2 separate regions of the Macaca mulatta genome follow, and region 1 is linked to region 2. The links are chromatin contacts, called in public Hi-C maps. All regions are on one chromosome and are shown on one strand. The core of a region is the stretch at or near the end of the contact, and the rest is flanking DNA. Distances in the headings are between cores, read along the strand shown. Region 1 overlaps CFAP57 (cilia and flagella associated protein 57). Region 2 holds the start of SZT2 (SZT2 subunit of KICSTOR complex).

Region 1 (5,112 bases), core at 502-3,001, 150 kb after region 2:
CAGGAGGTTCTCAGTGAGGGAGACGAGACCCTGGAGGGCAGGGCTGGCAGGAGGGGAGGCTGAACTTACCATGTCTGCTCGCTGCACGTACTTCTCAAAGAGACCTCGAATCTTCTCCTTCAGCAGCCGCGGCTCCTGAATATAGGCTACGCAGTTGTGGAGGTCTGTTTTGAACCTTTTGACGAGCGCTTCCAAGTCTCGCTCCTGCAATCAGAGACATTTCCTTCTGGCACTGTAGGGTGCTCTCCAGGTGGAGGGGCGGGGGCTGCAGGCAGAGGTTAATGGCACAGCAAGGGAAAAGAGACGCCTCATCTGGGACTCACAGCTGACCACCAGGGGCCACACTGGGCACAGAGACTTAGATGGGCACAGAGCCAACAGGTGGAGGCACAAAAAGTCTTGTGCACCTGCCCTCGGCTGGGCACCTGGCCTGAGCAGCCTATATGGGGCTTCATCCTTAAGAGGCCACACAGATGGGCTTCTTTATTGGCTCTGATTTCCTTCAGGACCACAGGCCTTAAAAGATGAAAGGAAGCTCATGTGGTTACCCATATCCCTTTAGAGCCAACACAGATGGCATCATTTCTCTCCTGCAGATTCCTGGCCGGGGCTTCCACGTCCCCCGTATTAGCTCATCCAGTGCTTACCCTTCCCGATAGTCAGGAGCGCCGATGTAAGGGGTCAGGTTGGTTTATCTACACACTTGGGCTAGCGTCCCCTCTTCATCGTGCTTTTCCCTGTCTTCCCCAGCCCTGACCTGGAGAGAGTCTCTCCTTTCTCTTGCTGCCATCCATGGCCCTTTCTACATGTTCCACCGTTTTCCACCTCTCAATGTAACTATTATGCACATGCCACAAATTCCTGATCATCGTCTTCAGCTTGGAAAGAGCAGGATCTGTATCAGTTCACATTTATGGCTCTGCAGCTGCTAGTGTTACCTAGTGCAGAGTTAATTAATGCTTACTGCAGAGAATGGAAAGTTCCAATCTTTTTTTTTTTTTTTTTTAGACGGAGTCTCGCTCTGTCACCCAGGCTGGAGTGTAGTAGTGCAATCTTGGCTCACTGCAACCTCTGCCTCCCAGGTTCAAGCAATTCTCCCGCCTCAGTCTCCCAGTTAGCTAGGACTACAGGCACGTGCCACCATGCCTGGCTAATTTTTGTATTTTCAGTAGAGACGGGGTTTCACTATGTTGGCCAGGCTGGTCTTGAACTCTTGATCTTGTGATCCGCCTACCTCGGCCTCCCAAAGTGCTAGGATTATAGGCATGAACCACTGTGCCCGGACGGAAAGTTCCAATCTTATTCAACAAATGTTAAGGAGTGGCCTGTGCTAGGGAAGAGGGCACAACCGTGTCCAGGCCCATGTCCAGAAAACCTGGATTCCATTACTAGCTCTGTGTGTACTACCTAGCTGTGGGTGCTGGGTGAAGTTTCTTAATCTCCCAATTTTGGGGGCCTAATTTTTCTTATTTGTAACACAGAGAAATGGGAATCGATGATCTTTGAAGTTCCCCTGGCCTCTGCAATTTTTTGGTTGTCAAAGCCTTAAACCAGTGGCAACAAAATTGCCTCTCTGAGCATGTACTTTCCTCCGCCAAAGAAGCCAAATGCTACAAATATTCCTGCCACGCTGACTTGCCACCTCCTTGATCACTTACCCAAAGTGATTTTATAGTGTCAGATGAGTTCAGTGATGTAAATCTACATGGGCCTGAAAGCAGGCAGGGCTGGGAGCAAGTAAAGAATGTGAGTTAAAATGGGAAACATGTCCTCGCAGTGGGCTGGCTCTGTCTCTTGGAAGCCAGCTGCCCATTGCAGATAGGTGCCAGATCCTGAATCCAAGAACTGCCAGACTCTGAAACCCTCACACCTTCTGTCTCTCTCTGCGCATCTCCTGATCGGTGGCTCTCAGTTTCTGCCACAATTCTGTGATGTTCAGCTCCAGTTGAGTGTTCTGCTTATGGAAATTCTCCAGTTCGGCTTCCATCTGTAGAGAACAAGGGAAACGAGTCAAGAAGAAGAAAGTGAGATAATGAAAACTGTATTTGAGAATCGTAGTCTTTCAGTGGGGACGCCGCCCCTGATACCCGGGCATTTCTTTTCTCATCCCCTTCTGTGTCCTCTGGATCAAAACCTTTCTCTACTTGCTTTCCTAACAGCTCCCGGCCCCTGGACTGATATGCTAAACCAGCATCACGTGTTTCCACGGCCAGGCTGGGACGTTTTCCCTCTGAGTCACTTTCCCTTTCCTTCAACCATGCTGATTGTTTTATTTTCTTGAATTCTTTATAAAGTGGTGCCACCCAAATACTAGAACCTCAACTCTAACCTGAGGCAGGGCTCCCCAGAGAGGCGCCTTCCTCGCCTGCTTTGTGAAGTTGTATGAGCGAATCTCGACCCTCTGGGGCCACGGGTCATTTAAAGCAGAAAGTTTGCAGGGACCAACACGTGGGCACCACCCATCTAAGGCATAAAACAGGAAAGGAGAAGCTGAGAAGGAGCCTCAGCCTCATCATTCTGTTGAAAGGTCTTAAAAAGTACAACTGAGAAGTGTCCTGTCTTCACAGGAAAAATAAGAAACCACCAGTGAGCTTCTGAAATACATATTTTTTAGATGGAGTCTTGCTCTGTTGCCCAGGCTGGAGTGCAGTCGTGTGATCTCTATCTTGGCTCACTGCAACCTCCGCTTCCGGGTTCAAGCAATTCTCTAGCCTCAGCCTCCCAAGTAGCTGGGATTACAGGTAACTGCCACCATGACCAGCTTTTTTTTTTTTTTTTTTTTTTTTTTTTTTTTTGTATTTTTAGGAGAGACAGGGTTTTACCATGTTGCCCAGGCTGGTCTTGAACTCCTGACCTCAAGTGATCTGCCCACCTCGGCTTCTCAAATTGCTGGGATTACAGGCATGAGCCACTGTGCCTGGGCTGAAAGATTTTTTTAAAATTCACTGTTGCATTTATATTAACAAAAGTCATGGGAATGACAACTGGAGTGTCCAATTAGGATGAGACTAGCCGTGCGTGAGCTTTCATTGACCTAATTCCTAATGACTTATGGACTAAATCTGGTGGACACTAGTATTTCTGTTAAAAGAGAGGTTTGCTGACTGTTTTGGGAGAATGGGATAGTTCACTGGGTTTTTTCACGGCTGGGTAGAGTAGTCCCTCCCTCTCTAGTCTATCCCAGGCCTTTGATCAAATTTCAAGGCTCTTGGCAACCTTCTGGGGGGTACCAGGAGGCCCTAATGAACCACATCCATGTTCTAGACACAAAGGGGCAGCTTTTAGAAGAACGTTTTCCTCATTATTAGAAGCATTTTGTATAGACAGAATAGCCCTGTGACCCAAAGCCTGGCATAAAGGTGGCATGCAAATATTTGACGAATGAACGAATAATGGCAAGTGTGGTGGGCAAAGGAGAGCAATAGTGAGGGGCACGAGAAGAGCCTGAAACAACCTGCTTCTGGAAGAGGAATTATAAGATAAGAAGGCAGAATTGGCAGAGTTATGTAGAACCACCTTGTAGGGGACACCCATTGAGTGTGGGTATTTGCACAGCTAAAGAATGTGCCCATTAGAAAGGGCCGCCCAGCTTGTTGTAGACTTAGGGATCTAAAGCTGATTAAGAGGTAGTTTCTGCCTTCAAGAGGCCTCAGGTCTGCAGGGATAAGTAGTAAGTCAGAAATTCAGGTGGAGTAGGATAAACACTGCAGTCAAGGCAGAAAGCACTGTGTATACACAGAGGAGGTGAGCAGGCAGCGCCCAAAAAGATGGGATGTGTCCCCTGGATTTGGGAGGAAGAAAAAGTATTAGAGGACAAAGGGGGAAAGAATTCTAGGCAGAGAGAACAGCCTGCACAGAGAGGACCAGAGACATGGGCAGCCTGGCGCATCTCTGCAGGCTACAAGTGGCTCAGGGTGGCTGCAGGAGGGGGGATTTGAAGAAGGGGGAGAGGGGAGGGACAGGAGAGGCTGGCTGAGCTAGGTCATGCAGGACCCAAGGGCAGAGGCTCAAATGGTGAGAAGTTTGCCTTTACCCTGAAAGCTCAGAGAGCCGCTGAAGGCTTAGACCAGGATGGAATGATGTAATTTGCATCTTGGAGGGCCTGATGCAGAGGTTCTACTGAATAGAGCAAGATGGGGGCCAGGCAGACCAGTCGGGAGCTGCCAGTGTGGCTGAGGAGACAGATGAGAGCGTCCTAGGCCAAGGCAATGGCAGCTGGAAGAGAGAAAGGGGGCTTCTATCTGAGGGGCTCCCGAAGATCATGTCTGAGTGCCTCATTCTCTAAATCTCAGGCCAACAGTGACAGATGAGGTTAGCATGGAGGGTGTACAGGAGTATATTATTTACTTCTGTTCATTTTTTCCCCCAGGCAAAGACTCATACTACTCTGAGAATAAAAATAATCTGTTTATAGAAAAATTGGGAAATATGTCAAATTTGAGTAGCTGGCTGGACAGCCAGAAGCCTAGCCCGTTATGTGGAAACAAGCATCTTTCCCAGTGTGGAAATTCCATCTACTTTTCCATGTGTTTTTCATCGCACTCAGAGATTCTCAATGGGGCTCAGGCAGGAGATAGAAAGCATTTTGCCCCCCAGGGGACCTCTGGCAAGGTCTGAAGGCATTTTTTAGTTTTAACACCCTGGATAGGGGGTGCTTTTGGGATCTAGCAGGTAGAGACCAGAGATGCTGCTAAACATTCTATAATATACAGGACAGACCCTCCAAGACAGAGAATTACCTACCTCAAAATAGTAATAGTGCTGAGCTTGAAAAACCCTGCCCTAGATGAGTAAATAAATGAGTGTAAACTAAAACAACAAGCCTCAGGAAACCTCTCCCCTAGGCAGGGCAAAGGGACCCTTGAATCATCAGAGCCAAGTTGGAAAAAGAGTATGTGAGGGGAGGTACCTGAATCAGGAAGTGTTATAAGAGGTTGCAGCTCTACAAATGAGCCGAGGGCTTGAGGCTTCCTTCCTGGGAGAAAAGGACCTTTACAAGAGATCCACAGTGCATGAACCAAAGACGTCTATGACCCCCAGAGGGAAGCCCCAAGGTCAGAGGCTCCTGGAAGCACCCAGGCCCAGATATCAGCCCTGATAGCGACTGGCACC
Region 2 (5,232 bases), core at 2,177-4,676:
TGTGATTAAGGTCTGATTTGTTTAGCCTTTTCTAACCCTTGTGCTGTCTTTTGTTAACACAGTCCCACAAAATAATGCGGATTATTTCCCCTCTTGAACTGGTTAAACTCTTCTTACCACTATACATCAAAGTCCTGAGCCTTTAGCATGGCCTCAAGCTGCATCTTCTCCAGCCTTATCTCTCATCAATTCCCACTCAGTTAAATGCATGTATTCCAGTGTTACAGCACCTAGGATCAAATGCTTGTTCCGCTGATTATTAACTATATGGCTTTGGCAGAGACTTACACTCTCTGTGCCTTAGTTTCCTCATCTGTGAAACTGGGATAATAAAAGTGCTTATTTTCGGATAATTTTTGAGTATCAGATGATACTCAGGAAGCATTCAGTAAGTGCTAGCTATTCTCATTGTCATACTGCATCCACACTAGGAGTTGCTTCCTCTTAGTTCTCTGAAGGCTCCAATGGGCTCCTTCTCACCTGAAGATCTTCACTATTCCCTTTGCCTGCAACGCTCTCTGCCTCTTCTTTCAGACAACTTCTACCTATTCAGGCTTCAGTTTAAATGTCATTCTTCTGAGTCTTCCTGATTCACAACCACTTCTTAACAAGGTAGGTTGAGAACCACTGTTAAACACCCTAATTCACTCCTTTACAGCACTTATTATCCTAATTCAATCCTGTTTTCTCCATAAAGATAGGGACCATGTCTGTCTTACACTGCTGTGTATCCACCCTGATACTTAGCACAATTCTGACTCATACCAGCACTTGTAAAATATTTCAAGTGCATGATGAATGAATGATTTCCTAAATCTGACTATACCTAATCTTTCTCTCTTGGGATCCTAACAGCCTCTAAAAGTCAATCACTTTATCATAGGGCAGAACTCTTCAGTCTCTTTACCATGTGATAAAATTTTCAGAAATGCAAATCAGGAACTTAAAAAATGCTCAACTTAGGCCGGGCCCACCCCGCCTGTAATCGAGCACTTTGGGAGGCCAAGGTGGGAGGATGACGAGGTCAGGAGATCGAGACCATCCTGGCTAACACGGTGAAACCCCGTCTCTACCAAAAATACAAAAAATTAGCCGGGCATGGTGGTGGGCGCCTGTAGTCCCAGCTACTCGGGATGCTTAGGCAGGAGAATGATGTGAACCCGGGAGGCGGAGCTTGCAGTGAGCCAAGATGGCGCCACTGCACTACAGCTTGGGCAGCAGAGCAAGACTTCATCTCAAAAAAAAAAAAAAAAAGCTTACCTTTTGGCTGAGACTCCCAGGATTGTGTGTCTTGACTTGAAATTACTTTAGATCTGTACTGCTCTATATGGTAAAGACTACCATATGGGGCTACTGAGCACCTACAATGTTGCTAGACCAAAATGGATGTGCTATAAGTGTAAAATACAACACTAGATTTTAAAGACTTGGTACCAAAAAAATGTTAAATATCTCACAATATTTTGTATTTTATTACATTTTGAAAATGTTGGGAGTTTGGGTTAAATATATCTTTAAAATTTATTTCATTTATTTTTTTATGTGGTTATCAGAAAACCTAATATTACACACATGGCTTGCTTCAGATTTCTACAGGACGGTGTCGTTCTAGACTATCTGCCTAAAAGGTAGGTTGTATTTCCCCACAACATCCCTCCACGTCCTTTCACTTTCTAATGAAACATCCTCTAAACTGTTTCATAGTTTTTCTTGTATTAATATTTCTGATTGATCTTGACTGATATTTCTGATGCATGGGCTATTTTACCACCTCTGTGAACATGACTATTTTAAAAAAGGCATGGTTTCCCACCACCATATTCAACATTGGGTCTTATCACACCAAATCCCAGTGAACAGGAGATTTACCATTCTGTGGCTACTTTATTATTTATACTATGAACAATATGGTTAAGAACACAAGGACTGGAGCCTGGCCATCTGTTTTGGAGTCCTGATTATAATATTTAACAGCTGTGTAACTTTGTTACTTTTTTTTTTTTTTTTTTTTTTTTGAGACAGAGTTTCACTCTTGTTGCCCAGGCTGTAGTACAATGGCCTGATCTCAGCTCATCGCAACCTCTACCTTCCCGGTTCAAGCGATTCTTCTGCCTCAGCCTCTTGAGTAGCTGGGATTACAGGCCTGCGCCACCATGCCCAGCTAATTTTGTATTTTTGGTATAGACAGGCTGTCTCCATATTGGTCAGGCTGGTCTCGAACTCCTGACCTTAGGTGATCCGCCCCTTGGCCTCCCAAAGTGTTGGGATTACAGGTGTGAGCCACTGCGCCCAGCCTACTTTGTTACTCTTAATATCTCTGTGCCTCAGTTCCTAAACCAAAAAAAAGGAGATAACAGTGTCCACTTCATAGGGCTGACAGAATTGATACTGGTAAAGCGCTTAGAATGGTGCCAAGCATGCAGTATGTATGCAGTAATGAATACTATTTGTATCATTATACACATCTCTCACCCTTTCCACCTACTAATATACTGGCACCTTTCCTAGTGGTGGTGTTTTATCCAAATCTGAGATTTTAAGCTCAGATCTTCTAACTCCAAATTGCTACTTCCTGGATGAGTGGCATTTGAGTAAGGTACTAAATCTTTCTCATTTTTCAGTTTTCTCCTCTGTGAGAACGCCATCTTCCTTGCAGAAGTCTGAATGACACAATGTATATAAGGTTCCTTGCATGTTCCTTAGCATCTAATGAATATCTCATATCCCCTTTCTGGTTTATTACATGTGATCCTTACAACACACTGTAAGACCATTTTATAAAGAAGGAAACAGGATCGGGGAAGACTCGCTTGAGCTTGCACAGATTAGCTACATGACAGCGCCAATATTGGAGCGAGGTCTCAGTCCGACTCAAATGTTTTTTTCATGAAATTAAAGCTGCTTTTCTAAAAGCATGGGCCCTAGAACTAAATGAATTCATGCTGTTTACAGCATTCCAATGCCTAAAGAAATACAAAACCCGGCAAACTAAATCTACTGCCGTGTTGCCCATTGAAACTGCAACAGAAAGTCAAAATACAAATTTTGTTAATACCACTATCATTAGGTCAAAGAGTTGACGACGCGGATGACACGTCAGTAAACAAAACAAAGCAAAAAGAGTTACTCCTTTAGCTCCCCGAGGAAACTGCAGACCGCGTCCCATAGTCCGCAGGGGTACCATAGTCGGGCCTTCCGGGCTGGGCTGGTCCCTGCCGAGGCTACGCAGCCCGGCCACCCCCAGACCCAGAGGAGGCCAACGCCACGCCTGCCCGCCGGACCCTCCCCCTCGGATCTCAGGGCCCAGTGCTGCGTCCGCCCGCCCCTCACCTCCGGCTCGGGGCGCTCCGAGGCCATCACACAAGCCCTCCCGCGCCGGCCCGGGCCTGTGTGTTCCACTCTTGACCCCTGACCTGGCTACCTCGGCACCCGGAAGGAACAGGAAGTGGGTGGGAGGGCCGAGTTCCAGTTTTCTGATTGGTGGACGAAGCCTTCTCAGAGGCGTTTGCTGACAGGAAACCGGAAGTGGAAATCGTTGCAGTCGCCTCGGCCGCCGCAATGCAGGTGAGAGCCGCGTTGGGAGTGCTAGCGGCTGGCCAGCTTCGGCTACAGGGAGCCAGAGTGGGCTGGCTAAGGAGAATGAAGAGTTGGGACTGAGAAGAGAGGGCAGAACCCACGGCTGATAAGGGAACGTGGGTTGGGGGGCGAGGTTAATTGGAGAGGGAGCGGCGCAGATGAGAGGTGGGGGTGGAGCTCGCCTGACAGAAGGCGGTCGGGCTAAATCCGGAGGGAGGAGGCAGCACTGACTTGCTTGGCGTGGGAAAGGATTAGGTTGTAATACGGGGAGGCCGAGATGCAGTCCAAGGAAGACGGCTCAGGAGGTGGTGGGTTGGCTCAGGCCCTGTCCTAAGCTGCTGGATGGAGGCTGTTGGATGCCGATATAGCAGGGGATCTAATTGGAAAGAAGCCCAAGCAGTGAGGGAATTGTGGGCCGCGGTGTCCGAAAGCTAAGCAGCTTGTAATGTGAGGCCATGGTGGAACCCAGGATCAAGTTCCTGTCAGGCACCTTAGCAGGTTTGCAAGACAGTTTTGCATCACTCTTCCCAGCCTGTGCCCTATAGTTGTTAAGGGTGAAGAAATGGAATAAAACAGGATACCACCGATGGGAAGGAAATGCTTTGCAGACCCCCGGCATTTTAATTTGTTTGTTCAGTGCTTAGAAGCATGTGCGGTTTTGGTTTTCATTTGTCACTTAGTTTCCTGCAGCTGGTAGTCTCAAGAAATGTTATTGGGTTGACCGAGCTTGTGAAAGAGGCACGGGAATATTGACACAGAGATAGATGGGTGCATATTAATTCAGCGAGGAGAAGGTTGAAACATGAAATGATGAGAGCAGATGGAAAGCTGGAGTGGTTGGTGGGGGGAGGGAAAGAGGAGAGCAGGGCTGGTATTCAGAGAAGTCTTCATGAGTAGGCAGATTTCCCAGAGACTGACAAGAGAGCCAGGCTCACAAATGCTAGGATGGAGGAAGCTGGAGTGCATGTGCTACAGAGGTGCACATGAGATAATGATCTGGCATTAGGTTTGTCGAAAATGTCTCAATGAGGGAGTGTAGGGTGTACCTAATACAGAGAAAAACCAGGCATAGATTAGGAGCGGATGGGAAAAAGGAATCAGTTGGTGGAAGTACTTGGGTCAGGCAAACGGTTGAAAGGTCTCAGGGTTGATGCTGTCTATAACCCAAATACCACAGATAGGAAACAACCTGGTTATCCTATGCCAATGAGATCCTGTTACCTGACTGGTGTTTGCACACCATCTCCTTGGCTTTTCAGCCCTCCTTTCTATGTGTCATACTCGTTTATCTGGGTAACCAACCTGTTCCTATTGGTGCAGAGAGAGGAGAAGCAGCTTGAGGCATCATTAGATGCACTGCTGAGTCAAGTGGCTGATCTGAAGAACTCACTGGGAAGTTTCATTTGCAAGTTGGAGAACGAGTATGGCCGGCTGACCTGGTAAGGGTTGCCAGGGCAAGCTAGGGAGGGCTTATGGGTGGGGGGGCCTAGCCTTCTGATGAATAGGACACTTCTAATGATGTAACCATTTATCAGTTTACAAACATCTTTTGATTTGGAAAGAGCTGGGTTTCGTAACATTTAGCAAGTGGCTTCCATGGCAAGGAAGTAGAGAAATGCTCGGTTTCCTAACCCAAGTTCATTATAGCTTTCAATT

Evidence for each region. Hi-C and Micro-C count contacts between places; a contact is called where the count stands out from the background.
Region 1: a Hi-C map of fetal cortical plate shows a contact between it and region 2, with 2.6 times the contacts expected there. The contact joins the enhancer-like site here to the promoter of SZT2 in region 2. A contact is called at or near these places in 5 of 14 Hi-C or Micro-C datasets (CD4 T cells, cortical neurons, fetal cortex germinal zone and 2 more).

Annotation. Positions count from the first base shown.
Region 1 is chr1:197,431,025-197,436,136 of T2T-MMU8v2.0, forward strand. It overlaps CFAP57 (cilia and flagella associated protein 57), which reads right to left. Exons shown (of 23, transcript XM_028834875.2): 18 at 2,330-2,420; 19 at 1,871-1,987; 20 at 70-204. All of the region lies in intron 3 of LOC106998150 (a long non-coding RNA gene), which reads left to right. Among named protein-coding and RNA genes, the nearest start is that of TMEM125, 39 kb to the left of the region's middle. Within about 2 kb of position 1,752, at least 9 of the 40 cell types and tissues checked have an H3K27ac peak or open chromatin away from gene starts, as enhancers often do. A contact at or near this core is called in cortical neurons and fetal cortical plate, where this site is marked.
Region 2 is chr1:197,277,567-197,282,798 of T2T-MMU8v2.0, forward strand. SZT2 (SZT2 subunit of KICSTOR complex) reads right to left here and starts at 3,427. Exons shown (of 71, transcript XM_077960174.1): 1 at 3,331-3,427. The coding sequence starts at 3,357. It overlaps MED8 (mediator complex subunit 8), which reads left to right. Exons shown (of 9, transcript XM_077960591.1): 2 at 3,544-3,564; 3 at 4,897-5,015. The coding sequence starts at 3,559.